Regions from separate parts of the Mus musculus genome. Here region 2 is linked to region 1. Evidence: chromatin contacts called from public HiCAR-type data. All regions are on one chromosome and are shown on one strand. Each heading gives the region's core, a stretch centred on a gene start, on an enhancer-like site or on the middle of the called end of the contact. The rest is flanking DNA. Distances are from core to core; before and after follow the strand shown. Region 1 holds the start of Aqp1 (aquaporin 1). Region 2 holds the start of Ppm1k (protein phosphatase 1K (PP2C domain containing)).

What was found. HiCAR-type assays count read pairs that join an accessible place to other places.
Region 2: a HiCAR-type map of astrocytes shows a contact between it and region 1, with 4 times the contacts expected there. The contact joins the promoter of Ppm1k here to the promoter of Aqp1 in region 1. A contact is called at or near these places in 1 of 39 promoter capture datasets (liver) and 1 of 115 datasets of contacts at active chromatin or transcription factors (astrocytes).

Annotation. Positions count from the first base shown.
Region 1 is chr6:55,333,953-55,337,995 of GRCm38.p6, reverse strand. It overlaps Aqp1 (aquaporin 1), which reads right to left and starts at 1,697. Exons shown (of 4, transcript NM_007472.2): 1 at 1,122-1,697. The coding sequence starts at 1,505.
Region 2 is chr6:57,533,292-57,537,334 of GRCm38.p6, reverse strand. Ppm1k (protein phosphatase 1K (PP2C domain containing)) reads left to right here and starts at 1,848. Exons shown (of 7, transcript NM_175523.5): 1 at 1,848-2,055.

The sequences.
Region 1 (4,043 bases), core at 448-2,947:
CACGCCCTTGCGCCTATCCCCATGCATCTACCCTGCTGGGGTCCAGCCAGCTTCGTTTCTCTGGACCTTATTCTACCACTCTGCCGTTAGTCTTTGCCTCTGGTGAGGGACTCCAGCCTATTCCATTCTGAGACACCCTACACCCTTACTCAGATACTCCTGCTAAACCCAAGTGAACTCAGTCATCATGGGCACTTAGCTAAGAAACTGGAAAAGGTCAGTGGCCAGGCAGCCACCACAGAGGCCACTTAGTCATGTAGAGTAGCCCAAAGACAGTTATGTTGAGCAGTCGCCACGTACTGTTGCCAGCGTCTGCTTATCATTAAAGCCAGGAACAATGGGTACAAGTGCTTACACACTCTCCAACAACACAGCATCAACGTGAAAATAGCTTACACAAGTTCAGGACCCAAGCAGACACTCACACACCTTCGCTTCCACCTCCGCACACAACAAGCCAGCATGCCCCACGGTTCAGTGGCCAGGGACTGCTGAGCTGAGCCCTTCTCCTGAACTGGTATCTAGAAAACTCTCCCAAAGCTCCAGAGAGAGTATTGTTCTCTCAACTTTGTCTAATTATTGGGGGTAGAGGGAGGAAAGGGGGCTGTCTCCTGACTTTCTGAGGAAGTTGATTTGGGGACCTGGCTAAGGATTAGAAGCCGATTAGAAGCCCAGGCAACTTATCAAGAGAGTCACACTCAGACACTTGCAGAAGTGGCTTTAAACACACTGGGTAGCTGGAGAAAATGTACTCGGGACAGTAGGTAGAGGTTGCCTAGTGCACGGGACTGCAAAGGGGGAAGGTGACTGCTCAGGTAGCTCAGAAGAGGGGAGGAACTGCTGGCATGCACCTAGCTGCCCCTCCAGCTCATTCCTGGCAGTAGCTACTCTGCAGGGGACTTTGGCACAACCATATTGTCTAGCTCCTCCATTCTCACAGCACCAACCAGCAAAGAGACCATGCAGTACAACTGAGTTCTAGCCCCAGTTCTCAGCATGACTCCAGAAACCTTCATCCTTCTCTCTGTTCTTCAGTATCCCCCTTGTACAGTAGGCAAATGGAGCCAGCTCCCTCTCTGTCTTCTCCTACAGACACCCTAAGCCTAAGATACCCCACTCACGTCATTGCGGCCAAGTGAATTGTCGACTAGGGAGGAGGTGATGCCCGAGAGAATGGCCGTGGCGACGATGGCTCCCACACACTGGGCGATGATGTACATGACAGCCCGGAGGATGCTGATCTGACAGCTGAGCAGGAGCCCCAGTGTGACCGCAGGGTTGAGGTGAGCACCGCTGATGTGACCCACACTTTGGGCCAGAGTAGCGATGCTCAAACCAAAGGCCAGCGACACCTTCACGTTGTCCTGGACCAGCGTCTGGTTTCTCTCCAGTGGGTAATTGAAGCCTAGGGCAGAACCAATGCTGATGAAGACGAAGAGGGTCATGGCCAGGAACTCAGCCACCACAGCCCTCCAGAAGAGCTTCTTCTTGATTTCACTGGCCATGCTGGCAGGGACCTCGACTTAACCGCTGGATGCCTGGTGCTCAACTCCCTCCAAGAGCTGAGCCACAGCCTGGGCTGGGCCTATTTATAGGGCTGGGTGGGGGGAGCACAAAGGGAGGAAGGCCTCTCCTTGCTCCTGGCCCGCCCCACACCACACGAGCCTCCTCGCTGCGATGGATGCAGACAGGGCTCTGCTGTCTGCCTGCCAACTTTTTCCTTCCTCCTCTCCCCCTCCTGCCCTCCCTTGCTCCCTCCACCCGCCTCAGCCCTCGGCCCTGCCCAGCGTAAGGAGGCAGGAGGCAACCGTTGCTCTAATAGGCTTTGGGAAATTCTTCCAAGCTGGCTCTTCTCAGGGGGCCAGAGAAATCCAGGTGTCCCCGCCCAGCCTGCAAAGCTCAAGGGTGCCTGAGGGCAGAGGCTGGCACTCTAGAAGGGGTGGGGAATAGGGGTTGTCTGGACTCCCCAGACGGACATTGCCCTCCCTGGAGGTGGCACCAGAAATTGCCTGCCTGTCCCATCCCACTCTGAGCAGAGTTAGTAATCTGAAGTTCTCAGGCTGAGAAATCTGTGGGCCAGTCTGGCCTCCAATGTCCTGGCCTGGGCCAAGCAGCTGCATGTCACTTTGGGGATGTGTCCTCGCCCCCCGGGCCTCATTGATGGGAGTAGAGAAGCTTTCTGGGAGCCACCTATCATTCTTTAGACAATGGCAGACCTTAGCCAAGCAAGGTTGCTGGAAAACTCCCCCAATTCCTCAAACTTAAAACAATTTGAGGCCATGATTTGAGAGGGGGTGGGGAAGATAATGTTGCTTAGGCTTTTTTTTTTTCTCTAATAGATAAAGTAGCTAGCAGGTCACTGAAGAGATGGAAGGAATGACAGCTGGACCTGAAAAGGAGCGAATGGGAGACATGGGCTGGGGCTAAGAGACAGATGCAGTGATGGGATGATAGGCAGAGCAACAGGAAGCATTATCCGAGTGATGGTGGAAAGTGGAAGAGGTTTCCAGCCTTGCAGGAGACAGCGGCCAGGCTATGGATGTGCTCACGCATACAATATTCAACTGGGCACTGGATTCAGTCACTAGCATCACAGGAAAAAACAGCACGTCAGAAACAGGAAGAGACAAACGGAGCAGAGGAGACATAGGCCGGACAAGAATCTAGATAGAGAAAGAGGAGAGAGGAAGGTAAGGGAGACCAGAGGCACTTTCCAACACCAGGAGGGGTGGAGAGGAGGTGGGGGCAGACAAAGCACCCACCATGTTTCCTGTGTACCCCCAAAATCCCGAGTAAAGGACCAGAGAACTGGTCGGTCACTTGCCTACTGTTTGAGTGTGCTGGAAGGTATACCAGGCCCATAGGGAGGCTCTCTCTGTGGCCACAAGGTAGGACCTGTTATGATTGGTCCCTCTCTTTCCATCTTAGTCCTTATCAGAATCATTGGCTTCTTACCCATCAGAGGTGGAAAAACAACACTCACTGAGAAAGAAGAAATGTCTTTGAGTCTGACATCTGTCAAGATAGGGCCAAGCACCTTCTATCCTACAGAGAATGACATTGTCCCTCAAGGGCCAGGTTGTATTCAGCCACAGTCCTGGAACCAGATGTGACCTACAGAAATCCCATGCTATGTTTGATGGGAGCAGGTGGCTGGTTGGGAAGTAATTTACCACCACACACCTAAACACTTAGAAGGCCAGGAGGAGTGGCTCTGAGTAGAAAGGTGGTGTAGTGGCTGCTTGGCAGCTGGATGCAATCAAAGACTTATTAACCCTCTAGAGAGGCAGTCAGGATGATGGAGCAGGCACTTCCTGGAAGCTCTACCACATCCTATATTCTGAGAGGTTTCCCAGGGACACAGCCCCCTCAAGGAACTCACTCTTTGGGCCCAGGGGCCTCTAATCAGAGATCTTTCTGCAAGGCTGTGTAGGGCTCAGATCTGATGCTGTCTGCCTCAGGGACCTAATCAAGAGGATTCTAGGAAAACAGTAGGGAGAGCTGGCCCTGCACCAAAGGCTGGTGGGGCCCGGCAGCAGAACTGTGCATCAGAACCAAGTGAGGTATATGAGCATTTGTGGACCTAAGCATGTCTGTCCCAAGAGGCTGTGGCAGTACCTGCAGACCAGGTTTGTAGCTGAAGTATGTGGTATGCTAGTGTGTGTGTGTGTGTGTGTGTGTGTGTGTGTGTGTGTGTGTGTGTGTAAAACAGTGGTGAGATTCTCTTGGATACTACTAATATTTTCTTTAGCACAAGTATTTTATTAGCACTAATATCATGCCAAACACCACTCTGGAGACCACAGGAACAACCATAGGCCACAAAGACCAGCCCCTTGTCTTCTTGAATCTTCCCGTCTGCTACATAAGCTCATCAACTATTTAGACCCACTAACAACTGAACCTATGAACATGGCTTCATCCTTTGGGCAAAGAAGATGCCATCAGAATGCAGGCATTGCCTGAAATATCAGTGTGAACCTTTTCTATCACTACTTCCCACAATGCCCAGGGGCCCCTGCAATTCTGAACTGGCTATTTGC
Region 2 (4,043 bases), core at 599-3,098, 2.2 Mb before region 1:
TTGGAGGCCAGAGGCATTGAACCCCCAGAGTTATAGGTTATAAGCTGCCCTACACATGAACTGGGAATCAAACTACAGCGTTCTGGAAGAGTAGTATGTGTTCTGATAGCAACATGAAAAAATACATCTTACACATACGTTGTTGAACCAGAGAAGCCAAACAAACAAAAAGTATGTGTAGGTTATGGTTTAATACATACCAAGTGTAAAGACAAAATTAATCTACTGTGTTAAAAGTCAGCGTGGAGGCTGCCCCTGGACAGAAGCAGTAATGGGATGCCCGGCAGGATGAAGGGTCCCTTGGGGACTAAAAACATTGTTTCTTGATCAGGTGCTAGATATAAAGTCAGGCTGTATGTTGTGAAGATCTCTTGAGCCACACTCAATATGCACACTTTTCTGTCTATATGCTGGATCCGGTAACAATTTCAAGAGCTTTATGAAAATTGATTCTCTATCCAACATAAGCCATTGTTAGATTTAGTGAGTCACTAACACAAATATCACTGTCGAAACATATTATTATTAAATGCACTGGGTCTCCAGATGCTCTTGGACCAGGAGGTGCAACTAGGCAACACAACTTAATTATTAATTTTAAGAATATTTTTAATTAAAACTTATTCCATACATGCATTTTGAGCAATTCTTTCCCCTTCCACAATTCCTTTCAGATCCTCCCCACTTCCGTACTACTCACTCAACTTTATGTATGTTCTCTCTCTGTCTCAAAAAAAAAACCCAAAAACAAAAAACAAAACAAAAAAACAAAAACCCAAAATCAAAACAAAAACAACCCAATTAAGACTTAAAAAGTGGAGGTGGGGGGAGCTGGTGAGATGGCTCAGCGGTTAAGAGCGCTGACTGCTCTTCCAAAGGTCCCGAGTTCAAACCCCAGCAACCACATGGTGGCTCACAACCATCCGTAATGAAATCTGATGCCATTTTCTGGAGTGTCTGAAGACCGCTATAGTGTACAGTGTATAAATAAATAAATAAATGAATATTTTTAAAAAGACTTAAAAAGTATCAAAACAAAACCAAAACACGCACACATAAAAAATCATGGAGTCAATTTAGTGTTGACCAGTATTCCTGTGCATGAAACCTGCCCGGGAGTGTGCTGATACAGCCTGAAAGGCATCTGCTATTGTCTTCTGCTCAGATCCATCCTGCCTTGACTAGATTCAGCGCGGTAAAATCCGCTGCCCAGTGTTCTCCAGCCACACCTGAGCCGTTCCCTCTTTAGACGTGATTTGTCTTTTACTGTTTATTTGTTGGCTTGCTTCCTCATCTTCCTTATTAGACCGAAGGTTCTAAAGGCAGTTATCTGATTATTTGAATCAGTTTGGACCCCCAGATCCAAGGCAATGCTTCCTTCAAAAGACGGAAATCTTTTTGGCATGCAGGATAGTCGCGAGCCATCCCAAGATGCCTGTTAATGCAGTCCGAAGAACATTGGTTTGTGATTTGTCAAAGAACACTGGATGACGTACAAGTGCTACACTCAAGCAAAGCGTGGCTGTCCGAGTCTCGATTTCTTGGGTCAGAGTTAAGATAACTTTGGCAGAAGTGAAACTCCCTCCTCCAGTGGCTGGCGAAAAGCAAGGTCCCTGGTGCCTGATTCGAGGCCGCCAGGCCCATCAGGAGGGCGGGGCGCCAACGTCGAACAGCTACTGGCCCACTTTGACGTCGCTCTACGGCGTTTAATTGGCAATCTGAGAGGTCAAATTGCCTGTGCAGGAGGCTCGTTCCTATCTAAATCTGTAATTGGCTCAGATTGAGGGCGGGCAAAGAGTCTTTCAGAGCACCAACTGGCTAGTGTTGCTGTCAATCATCGGAAATACACTCCTCCGGGTCTCCATTTGGCCAGCTGCGGTTGATTTTTTTTTATTTTCCGAGAATTTCCAGGAGTGGAAGAGACTGTGGCTTCCCTAATTGCTTGTTCTGGAGATCATAATCAACAGAGAAGTCAGTCTAGTTTATCATCCAAGAAATCCTTCCCTTCCTTCCATTAGCCAATTAAGAAATTTACAGACACCTACCCATCACAAGGTAAGAGCCTAAGGAGTTTAATTCGCTTATTCTCCTAGGTTGTTGACGAGACATTGGCGGTCTCCGGAGGTCCCCGGGAAGGCGAAAGAGAAATATGAAATGAGTTCCTGCAGCTTACTCTGTCTGAGACCGAGTCCCACGCGCATCTCTCTGGGTTCGATGTGCTCCCTTTTTCTGGAAGTGGAAAGCAGCTGCTCTCGCCTAGGCCCACGGTGGCTGCGCCCGAGCATCCGGCTCCCCCAAAGCAGCCTTGGTCGGCCTTGAACTTGACCTCGGGCTGATAGTGAGCCCCAGGGAAGCAGGGATAGAAAGATGGGCGGGGTCCCAGGGAGAGAATGAGAAAGCTAGCAAAGATAACAGAACCCTGATTCACTGCAGCGAGACCCTTTGGTGCGCTCCTGCCCGCGAGAGCAGGCATAGCTGCCTAAGAACTTGGGATGCCAGATCTCAAGAGCTCAGGAGAGTGTTGTCCTGCCGCGTCCAGCTTCGTTCAAGGCCAGCAAACCAGCCCACGATTCTATCCAGCCCAGGCTTGCAAAGGGACTGGTGTAGAGAAGGATTGCGGAGCCCTGGTCGTTTGGATCTGAGAGCTTGTGTTTTGCTTTGCTAGGAGAGCACTGTATCTTAGGGGCATGTGGCTCCTGGCGCAGGTTTTCGCAGACGCTTTCTGTAGATGAGAGAATTTACCCGGAGGAGACAAAGATTGAGGCTCTGGGTAGAAATAGCTAGGAAATTTCGACTCTCAAAAGCTCCACCGGTTTTCGTTGTAGGAGCTGCAGGAATAGAAACTGCGAAGCCCCCAACCCCCAATGTGCATGTCAACCCGGCAGAGCAGATGTAGCCTCTGCTGGACCTGTGCCCTGGTGAGGAAACCTGGGGCTCTCTTGAGATCGAGATCTGCAGGGCTTGGCGGAAGGGGCTGTGTTGCCCTTCTAGTGTGTGTTGGAACTTGTGGAAATTGGAAACCAGCTCACCACACTGTATGACAAATGTCATAAAATAGGAAGCTTTGGATAATGGGCTCTTGTTTATAATTGTTTTTCTTGCAATCCGAGTCTCTTTTTCCTTGTCTACATCAACCCACCCCCTTCACAGAGTTGAGTAACACTTACTTTTCAATACTGTATTCTCACTTCGCCTATGAAAACAGACTCTCACATACAACCGAAGGGAGTTATTGACCGTTTTGTTGTTTTCTTTTCTCCAGTAAACTAACATTTCCTTTCCTCCTAAAAGGCGATAAAGGCATCAAGAGTGCGGATTTCCTAAAATACATTTCTGAGGTTTTCAGATGATTTTAGTTGTTTATTGGGGTGCACTGGGGTTTTGTTGTTGATGGTGGTAAAGAAATTTGGAGTTTAAGAGTGTTAAAAATCGGGCCGATGATGTTGCTTGACCACTAAAGGCCTCTGCCTGCTTGCACTGGCCTGCACTTCCCCCGGGCTCACATACATGTATGTATGCATACATACATATCAAAAATTATCTTGTGTTTCCATTATGGAAAAATACCAAAGTGCCACTTTCTAGTTACCTCACCAGCTTCCTGGAGGGAGGAAACTCCAAGCCCTCTGCTGACTGCCAGAACCCTCAGTCAGTTAATCCTGCCGAGTTCTTGTGTAAAGTGATAATAATAAACTTCCCCTTTGAATAGTTTTTGACATTCAGATTCCAGTGCCAAAACCTGCTATCGAGATAGGACTCCTTTTTCCAAAAATGAAATTGAAAAAGCTCAGGGGTTAAACTGCTGAGCAAGTAAAACATCTGAGAAATATGAAAAGGAAAGTTGGTGCAGTAGTCTTGCATCTGCATGTGTGGGTCCTTGTGCTATGAAATCAAATGGTGACTGGCAAACTTCACAAGGCCCATGAGTTGAGACTGGGTGTTAAGTAGTCCAGACTGGGCATTAACTCCTGATCCTCCTGCCTCCATCTCCTAAGTGTTGGGAATCAAACTCCTTTGGCCTGAAGTTGTTGTTCTGGAAAAGT